Regions from separate parts of the Pan troglodytes genome. Here region 2 is linked to region 1. A link is a contact called in public HiChIP or PLAC-seq data. All regions are on one chromosome and are shown on one strand. Each heading gives the region's core, a stretch centred on a gene start, on an enhancer-like site or on the middle of the called end of the contact. The rest is flanking DNA. Distances are from core to core; before and after follow the strand shown. Region 1 holds the start of ZNF277 (zinc finger protein 277). Region 2 holds the start of LOC129135563.

Region 1 (4,940 bases), core at 1,229-3,728:
AATTGTGAGCACACCCTTCTGCCTCCCCTACTCTGCAATCAAATCACAACCACCCAAAACCGAGGTGTCTGCTGCAGCCCAAAACATTTGACTGATAATATCCGGTTTGCCATTCCAGGAAATCCCAGAGTGGTTTTTAAGCCTCTGCCCACCGCTTGTAAAGAAAGGCAAGAGAGGAACTAATCGATACCAGCACCCCAGCTGTGACCTGGCACATGAAGAAATCAAGAAAATAAATCCCATCCATAATCTGTATAATTTAACACTTGGAAGAAAGCAACATCTGGGATCGACTCCAAGCAGGACAGTTTTGCCTGGATGGATCTGAGCTTCCTGCACTGAGTGTTAAAGCCGCTTAGGAGGCGATACCCTCGGGTCCCTCACCAGTCCAGCAAAGGGACTATCTTTTCCCTAGCAAGGGTTAATCTACCTCCCAAAAAAGAAGAGAGTGAGGAGAACGAAAATAACAACTACTAACATCTACTCCTTGCCAGTAAAGAGGCTGGCAAAGACTCCTCTGACACTTTGAAGGAGGGAAAGCTGGAAACCTTTCCCAAAGGTGGGTTCAGGTCAAACTATTGTCTTGGTAATCAGTCACAATCCAGAATGGAAGCTAACGTGAAATGTGGGAATGATTTTGTTGAATCCTACAGTCCTTTCAATGGACCCCAAAGTCCTATCCCCAGGCAAAGTTGGGAAAAAAAAAAAAAATCCCCTCGGACTACGACTCCCTGGGAAGGCTTTCCAGATGTTTTAAATTGCAGGAAAATGAATTTAGAACATAAGCAGATATCTACACATCACCTAAATCACTAGACCTGTCCTCAATTTTAAAACACACACACACACACACACACACACAGTACACCAGTCGGCAGAACAGGGCACTATAGGAAATAAAGAGTGTTAGTAAAATCCATAATGCTTTCTGTTAGACCTTCTGGGAGGTTATAATTGCATTTGGCCGGCTGCAGGCTTGTCGGAGAGCCTGGCTTCTTAATAGGCTCAACCCTAAAAGGAGTAACTGTCAAGGGGCGACCCAGCTGAAATCAAACAACAAAAACGGGAACTGTAACCCGCCTGAAATGGGAGGAGGAAAAGGAAGGGAGACTCCTGTATTCATCAGTCAACATTAATGTCCTTTGTTGTTCACCTTTACACAGAACAGCGAGAGCTATCCTGTTCCTTTTTCTCCGAACGCCAGTGTCAGGGTACGCTTTCCTAAAAGCTATCTCCCTGCCCCCAAGAACCAGGCTTTCCGATCCCCCTCCCCATTTATCACTCAGCAGCCCTGTACCGCCACACCGCCCCCACTGCGCTCACCCGGGGTCGAGAGGGTGGCCAGAAGTAAAAACACTGCTGAAATACCCGTTCTTCTCCAAAGACCAAAGAACTGAGCGGCGCAGATGTTGAAATTTACCAATGCCCCCGCCCCGCAACATACACACCCCATAAATCCGGGATCGCAGAGAGGGAGGAGGGTCAGAGAGGGCTCAGCCTGTCAGAGCGGCTCTCTCCAGGACCCTGCCACATTCCACACTCCGGGAATGTCGATTCGAGCCAGAGGGAAGGGTTTGCGCCTCCCTACTGTTTTGGGGGTGTTCTCTCTGCCCGAGTGTTGTTGTCTCCCTCTCCACCCAGAGGAACCGTTGCAGCTCCCTGTCGCTTTGGGGAAGAAGGGTAAGGAAGGAGAGAAACCCCATTCGCCTCCTCTTCCAACTTGACATACACACACAAACGCACGCACACACACACACACACACACACACACACACGCCCAGTCGCCACTCCAAACTCCGCAGGCAGAGCCCGAAGCTAGCGGGCCGGCCGCGCGCTCCCCCAAGCTGTCCCGGCGCTTCGGGAACCAGTGCGGGGCGCGCCGAGCAGGCGGTGCGGGGCGAGAGCCTGGTGCGCAGCCCTCTGCCTGGAGCTGGCTCGGCAAAGCCCCGTACCCGCTGCGCGATGCCAGGATTAGGCATTTTCAACCGGGCGGAGCGAGAGGGGCGCGGGGGCAAGGACGAGAAATGCGCACTCGCTCGGGCCAGAGCAGAATAAAAGTTCGCCCCGCGGAGACTCACCCACGCCGTATTTCTCGTGCTCCGTAGGTATCCACATGGCTAAAGGGGCTCCGGGGTCTTCAGGCTTTGTAATCCCCGCGCCCCTTCTCCGGCTCACAACAATGCACAGTCCCCGAGCAGCGCTGCAGTGCCGGAGCCCAGCGGCTTCGCGCGGGCTGCGGGCGCTGGGCAGGATCTGCGCTGGAGGCTCCCGAGCCCAGCGTTGACACTGCGCCGCCCGCAGCTCTCCCGGCGGCGGCTGCTCACAGTCCTCCGACGCGCTCCCGGGTACCCGGCGGCGCAGTCATTGTTCTGATTCACTGAACTAAGCGAACACGCCGGGGCACTCTCCGGCGCACCCCCGCCCGCCAGCGCCTAGTCCAGCCCTCCCGTCCCAGGGCCCCGCAGCACGCTGGGAATTGTAGTTCTTGGCCTCCCCATCCCGGAAGTGGGCGCGGCAATTGTGGTTCGGGGCGGGGATTCAGTTTTACTGATTACGTCCTATTGGTCCAGAGCGCGGCGTAGGTGTGGAGAAAACATTACGTCGACGGGGAGTTCGCCTCCAGTAGCGTTTCTATTGGTGCCACCCCGCCTCCGACCCGCCCTGCGGCCCTCCCTTTTCTTTTCTGCCGGGTAATGGCTGCTTCCAAGACCCAGGGGCCTGTCGCCCGAATGCAGGAAGACCGTGATGGGAGCTGCAGCACAGTCGGGGGTGTAGGTTATGGGGGTGAGTACGGTGCCCCCGAGGCGCGGCTGATGTGTCTTCCTTTCTCTATGACCGGGTGTGCAACGGACCTCTGGTCTGACCCTAGGAGCCCTTCAGCTCTGGGGCCACCTGGGTTCGACTGGGCCCCACGGGTGGTGGCCCAGCGGGATGGGTTGGAGCCGGTGGCGGCTACTTGGTTGGGGCTGCCCGGGGATGGCGGAGAAAATGCCATGGGATGGCGGAGAAAATGCCATGGAATGGCCTTCCCCTCCGCCGGGGAAGCTCCCTGAGCGTTTGTCTTCTGGTTTGGAGCTCCCAGCTTTGAGCTAGCTGCTGAGTGGGTTTGGTTCAGATCTGGTTCGCGCGCGTGTGTTTATAACTTTGGGATTAGCAGCTCTTTTTCCTCACCAGTACACTGCCTTGGTTTGCTTGGTTTGACCTCGCAGATGTGTTTTATTTAGCTTCCGGAGTATTTCCAGTCGCAGACTGGTGGTCACTGCTCTCCACTCTACAGATTTGCCCAGTTTGTGGCTGAGGTGACCTCTGAAGGGAAAGTGTGTGTATCTCACAACCTCCCTGTAGATGGTTAACTGCTCTGGGTGTTCTCCAGATTTGTATGTGGAGCCTGAGAGATCTTCCCAGTCTCTGGGTCCTTAGAGAAAGAAAAGGAAAGTGATAGATAATTTGCACTCGTGGCTTCAAAGAACATTTGAAAAGGGTTTTGAAAACCATCACAACTTTGGCTGTACCTGACTTTCAGGTTGTCCTCTGATCCACTGTAGGAATAAAAAACCAAATTTTGAAAGCTGCAGGTGGATTGTGTTTAGGACTCTTTTACCTTTAGTCTATCCCTCCCCCATTCCCCCCACCCCATTTTTGTCTTGATGTGTAATTTAGCACAAGTTGTCTTTTTCTGATGAACATGGTTTGGGGCTTAAATATAGTTCTCAGACTGTTGCGACTTTGTTTTTCGGTTTATTTGTTTTTGCTTTCACAGTTAAATTGATATCATCTTAAATATTTACCTCAGCGGCACAGAGTTGAAGTGCAGTTTTTTCCCACTTCCCAACAGTGGAACTCCCTACTCTGAAATTATTTTAGTACCTCTACCAAACAAATCTTTGGTAGTCTCCTGAGTTAAATATTGAATTTAACACCCTAATGGTTTATTTTTGGGTTGGTTATATATTGGGCTATCTGATGGTAACAGACTATTACGATTTCCTAGATTTTCAAAGTTCAGAGGGCTACCAGTTTAAGATCTAAACTGGTGAATTTATCTCACAGTCTAACTTATTTTTAAAAATGGGCGGGCACGGTGGCTCACCCCTGTAATACCAGCACTTTGGGAGGCCGAGGCGAGTGGATCACAAGGTCAGGAGTTCGAGACCAGCCTGGCCAATATGGTGAAACCCCGTCTCTACTAAAAATACAAAAATTAGCCGGGCGTGGTGGCGGATGCCTGTAGTCCCAGCTACTTGGGAGGCCGAGGCAGGAGAATCCCTTGAACCCGGGAGGCGGAGGTTGTGGTGAGCCGTGATCCACCACTGCACTCCAGCCTGGGAGGCAGAGCAAGACTCTGTATCAAAAACAAAACAAAAAAAAAGGATATGCCTTTCAAAAATGTAAAATATTTAAAAATATTTATTTTTAAATTTTACAAGTTTAAAAGTTTTTAAAAGCACTTCAAACCATTCAGAAGTGTATGAAGTAAAAAAAATGAAAATTCCTTCACCTCACAGTACCACTCCTCGAGTATTAAGTGATAAGAGTTTGGTACATATTCTTTCCAACATATTCTTCTTCTTTTTTTTTTTTAATCCTACAATCCGTATTCTGTTAAACCACCATATTCTTATATGACACACATCTGTATGATTTGATTTTTTTTTTTTTTTTTTTTTTTTTTTTTTTTTTTTTTTTTGAGACGGAGTCTCGCTTTGTCAACCAGGCTGGAGTGCAGTGGCGCGATCTCGGCTCACTGCAAGCTCCGCCTCCCAGGTTCACGCCATTCTCCTGCCTCAGCCTCCCGAGTAACTGGGACTACAGGCGCCAGCCAACACGCCCGGCTAGTTTTTTGTATTTTTAGTAGAGACGGGGTTTCACCGTGTTAGCCAGGAGGTCTCGATCTGCTGACCTCGTGATCCGCCTGTCTCGGCCTCCCAAAGTGCTGGGAT
Region 2 (4,705 bases), core at 1,044-3,543, 240 kb after region 1:
TTGTTCTTGGGAAGCTGATAATTTCATGAGATGACAGATGTGTTCACAAATAAATGTAAAACAAGTACGTATATGATGTGGTGGGCCATGGCCAGGCCTGCCGCAGAACGACTAAGTGGATGTGAAGGGATTTGGAAAAAAAGCCCCTGCCCCAAATGCAAAGCACACATTTCCAGGGCTGGAACCTGGATGTTAGGCCTAGGTGATGTGACTCCAGAGTGGCAAAACTGTTGCCTTATGTATAGTATAAATTGTTTCTGGATGGTGAAGAGCCTAGGGTTATAAAAGTTATTGAGTCTACAATTCTGTGAGACATCTCATTCTGTATAGGCCCTGTCACTGAGTTGCAGTGTGCCTCTAGATACAAGGAGTCAGTGTGAGCTGCTTCCTCCCCCACAACCTGCCTCCGTATTTGGTTTCTGTGCTCTGTGCAGTTTACTGGCTGCTTCAGAAGTAAACAAAGTAAAAGCAACCCTGAAATGTTGCCCATTAAATAGCATCTTTGAGTAGGCCATGTGGGGAGGTAGTAAGTGCCATTAGGGCATTATTAGGATGAGTGTCAAAGAGTTGTGAGGAGGAAGAAAATTCTGGCTGGAGGCTTCAGGAAGGTGGCAGCATGAGCTACATCTTGAAAGGCGGATAAAATTTCTTAAGGTGAAGATGGGAGGAAAGGCATTACAAGAACAGGAAAGAATATGAATGAGGAAATGGAGGTAGGAGAACAGAGCTGTGTATTGGAAATGAAAAGCAGTCCTGTTTGGCTGAAGAACGAGAACTGTATGAGGAAGCAGTGAAAGATGAGGCTGGAAAGGGAGTCAGGGCCAGGCTAAAAGGGTTGGCATTTAAAGTTAGTCATGGGAGCCATGGAATGTTTTTGAGCAACTATTAAAGCAGGTGGATTCGTAAAATAGGGAACACACAAATAAATCTGGCAGCATTACTGTGCATGAAACATGGATGAAAAGACTGGGAGATCACTTAAAATGCCCAGGCATGAACTGAGGTCACATGTGATCACAGAATAGGACAGGAATTTAAGAGTGCTATTTTAAAACTAATTGCTTTGCGGGTGGGGAGGGGGTGGTGCATCAAAGGGAAAAAAGACTATGAATTTGAGTTTTGGAATTTAACATATGGGAGGATAATAAATAGTACAGTGAACAAAGGGAAGACAGGAAGAAGGAAATATAGTATTCGTTTCAGAGATGTTGGGTTGAGGCACAAGTGGAACATTCTGGTGGAAATGTGCTACAGGCAATTGAAAATAGAAGAATAGAGCTCAGCTGAGAGGTGGAGTGGCGGATGACTCACCTACATTGAGGTGAGTCAGGGACTTTGATCTGTCATAAGCATAGTATATGAACCTAATAACAGGCTCTAAATACTAGACAAATGTCCTAACAAGGAAGACAGAGATCTAGGAGTGCCTTGAGAAAAAAGGCAGCACTGCGATTATTGATCTGTATAACTCGTGTTTGTTTTACCAGCTGTGAAGTTCTCAGAACTGGCAGGTAGTATTGTCAAGGGACACATTCTTGTATAGAAACCCACAACGCTGAATCGTCATATATTCCTAGTCTAGAATCTGAGATATACACGAACTCCACAACTAAGTAGACGAAAGCATCCCTTTTTTTGGGGGGAGGGATGGGGGGCACATAACCCTGAACCACGGTCCAATTACAGGTACAGTACTGATGATGGCTTAAGTAGTTCATGGAACTAGTTAAAACTAAAACCATGGAAATGTTACCCAGGAGAGGTAAGGCTGCGTGCCTGGCAGGTGCCGCAGGGAAGTAGGGGAAAGGTTAAGGAGAACACCAGCCTCCGGAGAAAGAGAAGCAAAGGTGATTGCATAGCTGCCAGCTGGAAGCCGACTCTCGTCATAGGGCATACTCGCCCCACTGTGCATCGCCGGTGCCTACCTCACCCAGTTCCAAGGCGGGGGCGCGCCGAGGCAGGGGTGGGGTCACCAAGAAAAAAGCAAGTGGGCAGAAAAGCCCGTTGGGAAGAGACGGCCGGGAGGAGGCCCCGGCCCCAGCCTTACTACGTTTCCCAGAATTCAGTGAGGCCACGAAGACAGGCTCCCTGGGCGCGGACGGAAGACTGGCCGCATGGGATTTGTAGGCAGGATCCGCGCCCCGCCCGACGGAGGAGTACAGTGGGGAGGTGTGCAGGGATTGGCTGGGAAGCGCTCAAGCCCCGCCCACAGAGTGACGTCAGGTGGCGGTATTGCTACTTAAGGCGTCGTGGCCTCCCCTGCCCCGCCTTAGCTCCCGCGCTAGAGAGAAACATGTATCGTTTTCGATCACAGCTCTTCACGGGGATTTCTGCTGCCGCCACCGCCCACTCTTACCCCCGCCGCTTCTCGACTCCGTTGTTAGCCGAAGACTCGCCTCTCAGCCGCCCGCCGCACAGACGCACGAGTAAAAAGTGCAGCTCCATCGGCTGATCCTCGCTAAGCTCCGACTCTGGGCGGCACCAGGCGTCCCACGATGCCGAAGAACAAGAAGCGGAACACTCCCCACCGCGGTGGCAGTGCTGGCGGCGGCGGGTCAGGAGCAGCCGCAGCGACGGCGGCGACAGCAGGTAAGGGGTATCCCCGCTGCCGGCATCCCGGTTGCCGGCCAGGCTGGCGAGTCTTCCATGCTTGGGCACGGTGGGAGTTGTAGTTCTTTTTCTGATGTACACATTTGCATTTCCAGGGTGCGTGGTTTGGCTACTGAACTACAATTCCCAGCGTGCCCTAGGCGCTGCTCCTCGCGCGATTTAGATCTGGCGTGCGAACCGGACTCTTGGGCACCGGCCGTGGGGGGCAGGGAGGAACGGGTCCTTGGGCCTGAGAGTGTGTCGGGACAGGGGCTGACCGGGAGCTGGGCGGGAAAGGAACCATTGTCAGAGTTCCTTTCTCGGCGGCGATCTCGCCCGATCTCTCCCCGACCACGGGTGGGGAAGAACGGGGAGTTGAGTCCGTGCAGTCACTGGCCGCCTTTGACACCCTGGCTCCAACATGGAGCTCCTGGGATGCCAAACGTCCGGCGGGTTTGGACGGGCTCTTGCGTCACGCGGCCTGGGCCTTGCGCGGTGGGCCCGGGGTGACGCAGAGGCGCCGGGGAAGCTTTCCGTCTCGCATGTCCACCTGGCCAGGGGAAGGCGTCGGAGGCGGGGGGACCACTTTCTCCCCCCTAGGCTGTGCTCCTTCCCCTAACTGGCACCTGCAGAAGCCCTGAACCTCTAGGACCTCTGCGACCACCCGAGGCGACCTTCTGCTCACGGGGGGAAGAAACGCGTTCTCCTTTGTGCTGCATTCTATATGTTGTCTGCAGTGAGCCACAGAGAGGCAGGGTAGTGAGGAGCTTAGGTTGCAGTTGGCTAAAAGTTGAGGTTATTGTGCCCTCGCTACGAAGTTGAAACTTTTCCTGGGTGGGATGAGTAGGTGCTTAACTGAATTTATGGTTTTCTACTTATTATATGGTTAAGAAAAAGGATTCCAATTGGAATTGGAAGGCCCTTCTAGGAGAGACCCCAATAAACTCAAATCGAGTATTAAATAACCTGGGTAATATTTTATTTAGAAATTTAAACAGGAGTTAAATATTGGAGTATTCTCCGACGTTATCACACTGGAACTATTAGCCATCAGGTATTTTTGGACACAGTTGCCCCTCCGCCACGGCTGCCACTCAGAATGATATGCCTTTGTTCACAAGAAAAGTAAATATGGGGTTATGTTGTTAAAGGTTATTGGAAACTGGCATTTAAAAAAGCTCAAAAACTCGTGATCATGTATTAAACATTTAGTAATTGACCATAGGGAGGGATTCTTAAAACAGCAATTTTTTACATTTTTTAGGTGCCTCTTTATTTTGAATGCTCTCCATGTTGATGAAATTCATTCTTTATCAAGATGTAAAATATGTAATTAGTTTATTGTGGCCTCTGGTTGCTCTATGTGAATTGAGGATACTTTTTTTTTTTTTTTAAGGGAAAGAGGGAGTCTGGCTCTGTCGCCCAGGCTGGAGTGCGGTGTGGTGTGATCATAGCTCACTGCAACCTCTTAACTCCTGGGCTCAAGCAGCTCTCCCTCCTCAGCCTCCTGTAGCTAGGACTACAGGCATGTGACACCATTCCTGGCTATTTTTTACATTTTTTGTAGAGACAAGGTCTATGTTGGCCAGGCTGGTCACGAGTCCCTCGTCCCCAGGGATCTTCCTGCCTCAGCCTCCCACAATGCTGGGACGGTGCCTGGTCTGAGGATATTTCTTACCACTGTGTTTCAGCTTTTCCTCATCTGAATCAAACATTTGAATTCTTTCTAGAAGATATTTATTTTATTATTTTACCCTTTTGTTGATGAAATGGAAAAGTTTGAAAGCTAAAGTTTGAAAGTTATAATGATGTTAGTAATGGCCTAGATCACGCACAAACCTTTAATCCCGTCTAAAGTTTCTGGGCAAGCCTCCTTCCCTCTTTGTGCTTATAGTACCTATACAGGCCTCTGGTGGCTGTATGGGGATTGCCTTTTAAATTTTGCCTCAGGGCTCATTTGTGACCTTTCATCAGCTTTATTGCTGCTACCTTTTCACTATTTTAGTAGAAAAGATCCATTTCACCACTGAATTTTAGCATATGTAAACAAGTGGAAAATAATTCTTTGATTAATTTATAACACAATACATGCTTTGAATATCTTTGGAAGTGTGTG

Evidence for each region. HiChIP or PLAC-seq counts read pairs in DNA pulled down with a chosen protein or histone mark.
Region 2: an H3K4me3 HiChIP or PLAC-seq map of stem cell-derived excitatory neurons shows a contact between it and region 1, with 5 times the contacts expected there. The contact joins the promoter of LOC129135563 here to the promoter of ZNF277 in region 1. A contact is called at or near these places in 1 of 7 Hi-C or Micro-C datasets (stem cell-derived neural progenitor cells) and 1 of 1 datasets of contacts at active chromatin or transcription factors (stem cell-derived excitatory neurons).

Annotation. Positions count from the first base shown.
Region 1 is chr6:127,578,337-127,583,276 of NHGRI_mPanTro3-v2.0_pri, forward strand. It overlaps ZNF277 (zinc finger protein 277), which reads left to right and starts at 2,479. Exons shown (of 12, transcript XM_519316.7): 1 at 2,479-2,784. The coding sequence starts at 2,694. DOCK4 (dedicator of cytokinesis 4) reads right to left here and starts at 2,461. Exons shown (of 52, transcript XM_519315.8): 1 at 2,079-2,461. The coding sequence starts at 2,115.
Region 2 is chr6:127,821,893-127,826,597 of NHGRI_mPanTro3-v2.0_pri, forward strand. It overlaps LOC129135563, which reads left to right and starts at 2,294. Exons shown (of 1, transcript XM_055078606.1): 1 at 2,294-2,452. The coding sequence starts at 2,294. The coding sequence ends at 2,452. The region is part of intron 2 of IFRD1 (interferon related developmental regulator 1); the gene reads left to right.